Linked DNA regions of Mus musculus: all the other regions are linked to region 2. Evidence: chromatin contacts called from public promoter capture Hi-C data. All regions are on one chromosome and are shown on one strand. Each heading gives the region's core, a stretch centred on a gene start, on an enhancer-like site or on the middle of the called end of the contact. The rest is flanking DNA. Distances are from core to core; before and after follow the strand shown.

Region 1 (2,700 bases), core at 123-2,622, 2.3 Mb before region 2:
ATTTTCATGCTAGATATGGCAATCCTTAGATAAGTGCAGTTGTCCAGTGGAAAGTTTTGGCAGCCATCACTGGTCACCCCGGCATACTCCGGAAGCTAGGAAGAAAGAACGCACAGCATGTCACGAAGTGAGGACAGGGTGAGGGGTGGAGATAGGGTGGATAATGAGTACCCGAGTACAGAAGGGAGAGAGAATTCTAGTGTCCTATTGCGTAGTGGGGTAAATGTAGGACAGCTTTAAAGTAGCTAGAAAAGGGGGCTTTGGATGACGACAGCACAGAGAAATAATAAGTGTTCAAAGTGATAGAAATATGATTATGCCTGTCATTGTAGCTTGAATGCATGCATCAAAATATCACATATATATCTCTCATACATGTAGATTTGTTATATTTCAATAAAATATAAGCAAGCAAATGAAGAAATCGCAAGTATATAAAACCAGAACCAGTCATTAGTAGAACCTAGTGATTTAAGTGTGGTCCAAGTGAAGGAGGAAGGAATGTGAACATGTAGCATTCTGGGTAAGGGAAAAGAGGACTTTTTTTTTTTTTTTAAATAGCATTTTACTTGGGAAACAGAAAGTGCAGGGATAGAGGCAAGTCAAATTACATTCCAATATGCTGTGCATGCCTTCTGCCTAAGGAATCCGTGGCAAACACTTTACCAAAGCTGGAGAGCCCGAGCAGGATCTGGTCTAGCATCACTTCCCACTGCATGCTGGGTAACATACTCTATATCTATCACTAACTCTAGTAAGGTCTCTCGGGTCAGTGTTTTGGTAAGGAGCTCTTTATTCCAGGGCCTGACTGCCTGGAAACTCAGCTCTCATAATGTATAACTCCAAATTCCAACAGCATCCCTCAGAGGATCCTAGTAAGGTCAGTTGTAGGATACAGACCATTAGAATTCATCTGATCTCACCATGGCAAATGTGGCTAAGTGACACTAGTCCACAATGGAGTCCATAGCCACCTCCAGGGGCATACTCCCACACAGTGCTGAAGAATAGCCAAGCTTGACAACAGTGCTTAGGAAATGAGGGGAGGGGCTGTGGCATCCCACCAGAGAAATAGTAGCTCGGGCTGGGACGTTAAAGTCAGATCCTTCTGTTTTGTTTCTCAAGCGGGGAGATCAAAAAGGAAATAAAAACCAAAACCTGAAATCTCTAAGTCCTGCCTTGTTAAAGATGTGTGTGTTTGTGTGTGTGTGTGTGTGTGTGTGTGTGTGTGTGTGTGTGAAGTTAAATATTTTCTATCATGGGACAAAAAAAAATGTTCAGACTTAAAACCTGCAGAGTCATGGCTATCTCTTTTATCCTACAGTCTCCGGGGGTTGATTTAGACTTTCTCAACTACAGAGATAAAAATGTTCCAGCAGGGGTCTCTCTCTGCACATGGTACCAAGCATGCCTGACATCTGCATTCTCTCCATCTCTCTTATCCTCAGTGCCATGTAAATGGATGCCTGAGTAAAAGACGTCAACCTTCTTCTCTTATAGAATTAGAAAGCCACAGGAAAGATAGAGTGCAACATCACACTCACGATCCAGCTGATAAGCATGTTTGTTCAGTGTGTGCTACTCATCTAGTAAAATGCTTAGAATCCACACTTTTCCGTCTTTACACAGTGAGTTTAACACCTGTCTTGACTTCTAAACACGATTCTTTAATTTCCTTTGTTTACTTCCTTTATTTACCTGGGATACTGGATATTCTGGCAGATGGGTATGTATTTCATTAACTATTATTATTATTATCATTATCATTATTATTATGAGACAGAGTCTTACTATAAAGATCAAGCTGACCTTGAACTGTAGATTGTCTTGTCTCTACCTACAAGTGCTAGGACAATAGGCATGAAGCAATATGCCTGGATATTTTTTATTTTATGTTATACTATTTTATTTTATTTTATTTCATCTTGAGATAGGGTCTAATGTAGCTCAATATGGCCATTTAGGTGAGGATGACCCTAACTCCCAATTCTCCTTCATAAATACTGGGATTACTGGAATGTATCACCACGCCCAGCTTCTTTCATAGACTTTAATATGTGTTTTCCAACTGCTTCAGCTACTTTTCTATTGCTGTGATCCAACACCATGACAAATGCAACTTTAAAAAGAAAGTATTTAATTTGGCTTAAGGTTTCGGAGAATTAGAGTCTATGGCAGTGGAACAAAGGAACAACTGAGAGCTACTGTCTTGAATGACAACAATAACAAGGATGGGGTAGATCATGCGTTCTGGTACCGGTGGGAGTCCTTTTGATATCTCAAAGTCCCCAGTGACATACTTTCTCCAACCACGTCACACCTCATAATCCTTCCCAAGCAGCCCCGCCAACCTTGGACCACATATTCCAATATATGAGCCTATAAAATATAGGCAATATAGCCTATAAAATATAGGGCCATTCTTATTCAAACCACCACCTAGCCAACTAATGCTTAGTGTGTGTGTGTGTGTGTGTGTGTGTGTGTGTGAGCATTAAACAGGCAGAGTTGGAACCTTGGTGTACTATCCAACAGAAGCCTTGCCTTGTTTGAAGTGAAGGTTAGGCATCAAGAACCTTTGCACTGGTTTTTGTTTATGAGCTTGAAGAAAGAGGAGTAGTGATTGATGGGTGTTCACGCTCCTGAGAGGGATCCTGAAGGGGGATGGATGACCTATAATTCTGGTGGTCACAGTGGGCA
Region 2 (2,700 bases), core at 130-2,629:
TAGAAAAGAGCCATCTACTACTTCCCAGGTATTATTTATGGCATATGCAACTCCATTATCTTCTCATTTGGTATCATAAGTGGCATAGCTCCTGGCTTAAAGCACCCTGTACAAATGGTATAGACTCTGGCCAGGGGGATAACAAGCAGAGGCATAAGGTAATAGCAGTCACTAGACCAGAAATGATATTCGTAAAAGGTTAATAAAATATGCTGCAAGAAAGAGGCAAGCAGACTCTCAAAACACCCTCTTAAAAGGGAATGTGTGTCTAACTAAAACCGATAAGAACAATTACTGGCCTTAACGCTCCTGCTTTGTCTATAGATATGCGGGTACTCCACTTGCTTGTTAAATAATATGGTTTATAGCTATAACTGTCTTTTGAGAGTGGCCCTTGGAGGTGAGCTATCTGGGCCAAGTTACTCTTGAACGTATGTGTGAGACCTCCCAGGTACTGGTTCCAACTGCCAGCTGTCAAAGTCTGATTACTCAGTCATGAGGAGTCGCTGTACTTTCGGCCTCTTTGTGTCTAAAATTAACGGGGTTGTTTGTTTGTTTTACAAAAGTACAAGAGGTGCCTCTGACCTCCAATAAGTTAAGAGCCTTCTCCTAATAAAACAGGAAATTTTGTTTACAACCAAGAGGCTTGAAATGGAAAGAAATAGAACACATAAAGGCAATATCCACTGGACAAGTGAATAACTGGCTGGCTGCTTGTTACAAGATACAGGAAAATAACCCGAAACTCCTACCTGCCCACAGACAAACCTGACTGAACTACATTTTACCTCTCCAGGCAGAGGTACTTCCCTTGCCCGTGTGCCCACCTCCCCTTCCCAGTCACCTTCTTGGTCACCTTTCCTAACTTCCAGCTTAAATCTCCACCCTCAGATTTCTCTTCGCAGGGCTTATAAAAGTTCTGGGTCCGGTGAAGGTCATGGATCTCTTTAGAGGGCATCTGGCTTACCTTTCTCATGCAGCTCCAAGTGAGGCGAATTCCTAGAATCCTAGCACCAGCAGCGACTCAGCTCTCCAGACTCCTCTCAGAAAGGCATAGGTGCTGCACTACTCCACTAGACTAAAGTCAGGGAGAAAAAGCACCTGGACTTTGAGGCAGTTTAGGTTTTGTTTCCTGAGTCTTTAGATTTCCTTTTCCTGACTGGAAAGATACGCAACCAAATTGAAACCCTGTCTGAGTTCTAAGTCCTTTGAGAATTGTTAGCTGCTCCTGGCAGAGGCTCTCAGTAGAAATGAATATCTGGTCTGTGCACAGTTCTGGAACGCCAAAGGAACACTTACTGGCATTCCCTTTACTCTGACCTCCACTGCATTCTTCAAATGCTGGCACTGATTCAAAAGGAGACTCAGGAATGCTTTCCCTTCCTTCTTGTTTTGTTTTGTTTTGTTTTGTGTTAGGAGAGTCAGAGTGCATATCCCGATAGTTCTCAAATGCCTAACTTCTTCTACTGAGTACCAGCAGGAGCCGGTAGGACCACCAATATTATTTTTCCTTATTATATTTTTGTCACAATCTTGGGACAGTTGTTCACATTCAGGTGAATGAGCCTCTTTGAGACGGAGTCTCCCTATGACTGTTATGGGTCTGGGGTCACTCCGAGATTCACCACCACCACAGGTAAGTTTTAATAAGAGGCTTTATTAAATACTGCCACTCGATATTCATGGCACCAGAACGGCAACCCAGAGTGCTCTCCAGATGCAACAGCTAGTCATATCAAGCCAAACCCACAAGACTGCTTGTGTTTTGTCTACCTGGAGGCAGAGTCTAATTTTAACATATATGTCTTGTAGATGTTCTAGTCATTGAGAAGAGTATGCAAGCTTGAGTACAAAAGCTGGAAATAGTCTCTTTAGTAGGTCTCAAACCAGAGACAAAGGGCTGAGTTCCATTAACATATGAAATTGAATGCTGGCTACCTGGTTCTCCCTGCATCCCTCACTCCCTACCCGTTTCAGGGCCTGACTGCCATATTTGGTTTGGTACCCTAAATTCTCCTCCAGCCAACAGGCTGGGCTGCTCTTCCCTATAAAATCCAATCATGTAAGTTACCTGGATGTTTTTTTGGTTTGCCTTGCTTTTTGTTTGGTTTGTGGTTGTTGTTTTTTAGGTGTTTTCCTTGTTTGTTTGGTTTGTTGTTGTTGTTTTGTTTTGTTTTTTGGTCTATCCTTTACCCTCTTGGCCAGTCTCTTGTCCCCGGCTATCCCCTCCTTAGTTGGCAGACCATCTCTTATCTCCCTTCTACTGCCTTCCTCTTCCCCTCCCCTCTCCTCACATGGCCCAGCTCAGCCTGTCTGTGTGGTGCACTCTGGACTCTCCCTTTTCAGTGCTTTCGTGACCTCTCAACCACAGTAAAGTCTAAACTTTAAGTGTACTTGTTAATCATCAGACACCTCACTTCCTGAGTTCGCTTTTCTTTCACACAAAGCTGGACTGTTTCTCCTGCCTCCCTTCACTGCTCCCCACAAAATGACTACAGAATTTTTAAAAACTCCTCAACAGATAAAAATTCTAGAGAGGGACTAGTAGAGCTCCTGATAGGCAGACAAAGGGGGGGGGGGAGCGGGGGAGCCATGACTACATAATGAAAGGCTTCTTCCTCACCCTTGATCAGAGGTGAAAACCAGTCAGCCTAAACCAAGGGCCTCAAAGAGGGTTTCTCCTCTCCTTAGCCTCTCATC
Region 3 (2,700 bases), core at 168-2,667, 2.4 Mb before region 2:
GATTGCTTGAAGACCCTTTTGGGCAATGAGCATAACTTATGTTATTGTTGCTGTTTATCTCATTTAATCCCACTCAGGAAGAGCCTCATCATTGTGCCCAGGACAGTCATTGAATGTGAAGAGGAAGGATGTCTTCAAACTCTCACACCAAGGAGGTGGCAGAGCAGGGACACAGGGTTCTTGCCTCCAGGTCTTTCCATTTGGAAACAAAGATAGCAACAAGGCATGCTTAATTAGGGCTCTTTGTGTTTCCATCTGAGCAACCCCCTCCCCATTTTCCCCTTTTGAACTCATATCACATAAATCTTACTAATGTGAAGCTTTGAAATGCATGAATTTATTCTTGAAACTAGAATAATTAAAGGCCACGTTTCTGTTTCGTCAATCAGATCATTATTGAACTTCCAGAACATTTTCTTGGGTTTCAGAAGACAGGGGTGTATTCTGAGCTCTGTACTTCTGAATGCATATTTTTTAATCAAAAATAGCTCTTTGAGGGTCTTACCACATGATCCTCTTTCCTCAGCTTCCCCCACCCCCTGCCGTGTTGGAACTTCAGGTGTGGTCTGAGAAATAATTCCGCAATTTGTTGTTTGTTTGTCTAAAAGTAAGGAAAAACCTTCATTCTGTTCTGACAATGAGCTATTTTCTTCATTGTCTACTTTAAGAAAATGTAATATCAAAAGATCAACCCTTCATTTCTCATTGCCTAGTGCTTCCAGAAAGCAGGAAATATGATATCACATCCAGCATGGCAATTTTGGGCAGAGTTGTCTGCATATTAAGAAGCCATTTTCCCCTTTCCTTTGCCGTCTTGTACAGTCATTTTATATATAATGATGGGTTTATCATAACATTTTCATACACGTATATGAACTTTATTTTAAATATACATAGGAGATGAAACATTTTTTAACTATGGCTCTTCCTTGGGCCATGTCAGATTAGACTTACCAGAGAAAACCAACTACAAGAGTATGCAAAGTTCTTTGAGTTTTAGTTCTGAGTCTGCCACCGGCCCATTCCTGAGAGAGCCTTTGAAAAGCCTTGCTCTCAGTTCTTCCATTGTTAGATGAGATTTACAATCTGCTACAGAGATCCTGAGGAGGAAACATGAAAAGATGGCCAAGTGCTTTGAAAACACTAACTGGTTATTAATGATTTAGGGACACAACAGCTTTTGTGTGCTGCGGAAAGGAGCATGTGACACATCCCATTTTATCATGGAGCATGCCTGTGAAATGTCTCCTACCTGAGCTTCTCAGAAAACCATCTGATTCCTTTAAAAAGAGACTTTAAAATTAGTTCTCATTTTATGATGCTCAATGTTCTCTTGTGGCAGTTGTCTTGTTGTGTTCCTAAGAAAAAACCCTGGGTGGTATAAATAATACAGAGCCAGCACTCCCAGTGTGTGGGCTGCACGGCTGTGGATTCAAGCACTCTAAGATTGAGATATTCTTTTTTTAGAAAAGCATCTGCACTGAACATGTATAGGCTTTTTTCTTTGTCATTGTGCCCCAAGGATTCAGCCTAACCACTCACAGATATTTTACATTGAATTAGCTACTATCTGCAATCCAGAGATGATTTGTACATAGGAGCATAAGCACAAGTTATATCATGCCATCAGATGATCCAGTCTAATCAAAGAGTCAAAGATTTTGCTATCTAGGTGGCTGGGCAGGGCAGGATTTTAGAACCAATTCAGGGAGATTACAAGGCACAACTGTATTTTCTTGAAATGGGACTAAAAGAATACCCTACAAATACTTCTTATTTATATAAAGAAGTATTTATTAATATTACTCTCATGTAATGAAGATTCTGGGGTAAGACACCAAGGGAAGATGTTGATTCCATAGCAACATCAAATAGCCAATGTCACTGTATATTTTTCCTTTATAATCCTTGATGAATTGGCGTGTCACTTCCTGATCTCAAAATGGCTGCTACAGCTCCTCAAGACATACTTATTGTGAAGGTATGAGATGGAAAGGAAGGAATCTAACTATATTTATTCCTTTTTTTGCTTGTTTTGTTTGTTTGTTTGTTTTTTAACAAAATTTACCTCACAAACCATTCTTCTAGCCCTGAATCACATGACCACTGAAAAGGTAAGAAAATTAGAAAGTATATCAGTTACATTTCGGTTGCTATGATAACACCAAGACAAAACAGTCTATTGTCTTTTATTTGGGAAGAGTTTATTTGGGCTTACAGTCTCAGAGGGTTAGAGTCTAGGATGGCAGATGGGAGCCAATCATGGTGGGCATAATGGCTTGGAACAGCAGGCAGACAACTCATTTTTGAATTTAAAAAACCAAGCAGAAAGTGAACTAGACATGGTGAGAGTCTTTAAACTCTCAAATCCCACCTCTCCTGTCATATTTCCTCCAACAAATCCTAAATGACTCCTAAATCTCTCAAACAGCTTCATCAATTAGGGACCAGGTGTTCAAGTGCTTGAGACTGTGGGAGACATCTCATTCAAACTACCACAGACAGCAATGTGGATATTTTATTGTTGCTATGGTTTTGTTTCTTCCCAAGTACATCCTTCTGACTTGCTTGGAGGGAAGCCACAGGGAAAAGGGGCCAAGGTCAGTGGAGAGTCTCAGGGATGCCCCCCCATGCTTTGATGAAGAAAGTCCTTTTGACAAATGGTAGCTATTCAAAATCCAGTTTCTCAGAGCTGTGGAA
Region 4 (2,700 bases), core at 180-2,679, 2.0 Mb after region 2:
CACAAATATAACTAGAATGTCTACTTCTCTTTGGGAAAGGTGAGCTTTGTACTCATCCTTCCTTCGCCTGGAATGCTGTTCCCCTCCTCAGTCTCTAGTTACCGTTCCCCCTCCCATCTGACGTAGGTCTCTGCTCACTTCTTAAGATCTGCCTCCTCTGACCAACCTACAAAAGTAGCTTACCTTCATCTTCCTTTACAAACTCCATCCTTTTACTATGTTTTGTTTTGTTAAGCACTTAAAAACACCTTGTGAGGTTGTTCTGAGGGTTCAAATAAGTTGATACAGGAAGTACTAGGAAGCTGGGTGGGGCTAGCACATTCCTGTAATCCTACCACTTGGGAGGTGGAGGCAGGAAGATATCCAAGGCTCAGTGCCAGCCCAGGCTATGTGGAGAGAGCTTGTCTCAGTCCTACATTCCCGACACCCTCAAGTAATCACTGGCAAGTGATGTCTTATAGTTAGGGTCTCTATTGCTGTAATAAAGAACCATGACCAAAAGGCAGGAACCTGGAAGCAGGAACTATGGAGGACTGCTCCACACAGCTTGCCCTCTTATGACTCGCCCGTCACTGTTTCCCCAGCCTGCTTTCTTACTTCATCCAGGACCACCTGCTCAGGGGTGGCACGGTCCACAGTGGGCTGGACCCTCCCACATCAATCATCAATCAAGAAAATGCCTCCCAGACTTGCCAGCTTCCCCCCCCCCCCAATTAAAATTCCTTTTTCCCAAAGGACTATAGCTTGGGTCAAGACAACAAAACACTACCAGCACAGTGGTATTTTAAGCAACCATCCTTATTTCCAGGTCATAAGGGCATTTGTGCAGCAAAACAACTTCTATTTGTTTGCCTTTTAAAATGTGTGAATTATTGTTGTGCTTTATTAGAATATAATCTCCATGAGGCTAGGAAGTCACTGCCAAGTCTCCAGTGTGTGAATCCTACACAGAACGCCCTCCATAAATTTTTTTTCATTCAGTGAACAAACCAGGATGTAGAGAGGCAGTACATACTTTGGCTTCCATTCACAAACTCTACAAATATTTACCGAACACCCACTCTGTACCAGGCAACAGGCGCTCTCATTTTCGTAGTATGAGCCTATGACTGGCTGGACACGGATTTTAAAATCAAAGCTTATTCGGAGTTCAGGGCAGTGTTAAGTAGACTTTCCTTAGTTTTTTTTTAGAAACCCACTCGTGGAATCCACGCTCGCATAAAGAAACAGAACTTTTTCTCCCGGGATAGGGCGGACCTTGAATGCCCAAAAAAACAACTAGTAGAGGACGGGTGGAGCTAGCCTGGATCGCTAAAGAACCCAGGCTACCCACGCTGCGGGGGCGCGGCGGGGGCGGGACTACAAGTCCCAGGCTGCTCAGCGCGCCACGGCCCTGCGGAGGGCGCGGCGCGGGGAGGTGGGCGCTGCGGCGGCGGCCCGGAGGAGCGCGGGGCGGGAGCGCGGGCGCGGGCGCCGGCGGCAGGCCATGCCGGGGGCCGGGGACGGCGTGGAGGAGAGCTGCAGTGGTGGTGAGGGAGCGGTACCGGGAACAGGCTCGGAGGCTGGGGCGGTGGCGGGACGGGAGCCCTCGCGGCTGTGCGGCTACCTGCAGAAGCTGTCGGGCAAGGGCCCGTTGCGCGGCTACCGCAGCCGCTGGTTCGTGTTTGACTCGCGCCGCTGCTACCTCTACTACTTCAAGAGTCCCCAGGACGCTCTGCCGCTCGGCCACCTGGACATCGCCGACGCCTGCTTCAGCTACCAGGGCCGCGATGAGGCTGCGGAGCCCGGAGCAGATCCGCCCACACACTTCCAGGTGCACAGCGCCGGTGCAGTCACCGTGCTCAAGGTGGGACGATCGCGCCCCGGTGCCCACTCGTGTCCCGTCAGCAGATTTCCCCCTCCACCTTCCTTCCTTGTCCCAAAGGCCTCCTCCTGTCCTGCCCAAGCCTCTCTTTGCCACTGCCTACTCTGATTCCTTCCTCATTCTTATCTTTTTTTGCCCTTTACCTGTGCTTGGACTATGAGGCTGAGTCAGGGTTGGGGGTTACACAGCTAATCTTTTGACACTTTGACCCATTATCTCCCGATACGCCTTTCCTCGCTTCCCTCCTGTGTCCACGCTCACCATTCCTTGGATGCTGTGGGAGACCCTCCCACAGTTGCAGGCTTCCACCCTCCATCCCTGCCTAATTTATAACTCCTCCTGTGACCTTGGGTCCTCTGAAAGACCCCTCTGTGCTTCAGCTGCCTGCTCTGTAAAGTGGGGACAACAGTATTGGGATTAAGTGGTTTCCACTCTCAAGTGTTTAGTAAATATGGTACATTGAGTGCTATAGCCAGAGGCAAGTGATACCAGGGCCCCGGGAACTAATTTGCCACAGCCCCCTCTAGAGAGGTCGGGGTACTCCAGCAGTGCCCACTCTTGCTTCTTGGAAAAGGTGGGAGGGGTTGCTTCAGCTTATGGGAGGCTTCCTTAGGCTTCCCCAGAGAGATTTGAGTATTGGAGGCTTGGCAATGGTCACCAGTCCCGGGGCAGCATTTCCCTGTTGCTGAGAGTTCTAAAGGCCAGGACCTTGACATCTCCTAGGAATGGTCCTGTTTGGAGCACCCAAGGGCCTGGACCCCTGGCCTAGGGCTGGGCTGCCTCTCACTCTGGGCCTTGCTCCCCGCTTGGTTCCCTGAGTCTCCACCCTCCTTTTT

Evidence for each region. Promoter capture Hi-C pulls out the DNA fragments that hold promoters and counts their contacts.
Region 1: a promoter capture Hi-C map of pre-B cells shows a contact between it and region 2, with 5 times the contacts expected there. The contact joins the enhancer-like site here to the promoter of Plscr2 in region 2. A contact is called at or near these places in 5 of 39 promoter capture datasets (the 3T3-L1 cell line, the C10 cell line, cranial neural crest and 2 more).
Region 3: a promoter capture Hi-C map of hippocampal neurons shows a contact between it and region 2, with 5 times the contacts expected there. The contact joins the enhancer-like site here to the promoter of Plscr2 in region 2. A contact is called at or near these places in 5 of 39 promoter capture datasets (cranial neural crest, hematopoietic stem and progenitor cells, hippocampal neurons and 2 more) and 2 of 9 other capture datasets (adipose tissue and liver).
Region 4: a promoter capture Hi-C map of liver shows a contact between it and region 2, with 2.5 times the contacts expected there. The contact joins the promoter of Tbc1d2b here to the promoter of Plscr2 in region 2. A contact is called at or near these places in 4 of 39 promoter capture datasets (hematopoietic stem and progenitor cells, hippocampal neurons and liver).

The regions. Positions count from the first base shown.
Region 1 is chr9:94,612,768-94,615,467 of GRCm38.p6, reverse strand. No RefSeq gene overlaps it. Among named protein-coding and RNA genes, the nearest start is that of Gm39404, 29 kb to the right of the region's middle. Within about 2 kb of position 1,372, at least 30 of the 459 cell types and tissues checked have an H3K27ac peak or open chromatin away from gene starts, as enhancers often do. A contact at or near this core is called in pre-B cells, where this site is marked.
Region 2 is chr9:92,274,281-92,276,980 of GRCm38.p6, reverse strand. Plscr2 (phospholipid scramblase 2) reads right to left here and starts at 1,379. Exons shown (of 8, transcript NM_008880.3): 1 at 968-1,379.
Region 3 is chr9:94,648,913-94,651,612 of GRCm38.p6, reverse strand. No RefSeq gene overlaps it. Among named protein-coding and RNA genes, the nearest start is that of Slc9a9, 20 kb to the left of the region's middle. Within about 2 kb of position 1,417, at least 9 of the 459 cell types and tissues checked have an H3K27ac peak or open chromatin away from gene starts, as enhancers often do. A contact at or near this core is called in hippocampal neurons, where this site is marked.
Region 4 is chr9:90,269,498-90,272,197 of GRCm38.p6, reverse strand. Tbc1d2b (TBC1 domain family, member 2B) reads left to right here and starts at 1,429. Exons shown (of 13, transcript NM_194334.2): 1 at 1,429-1,846. The coding sequence starts at 1,487.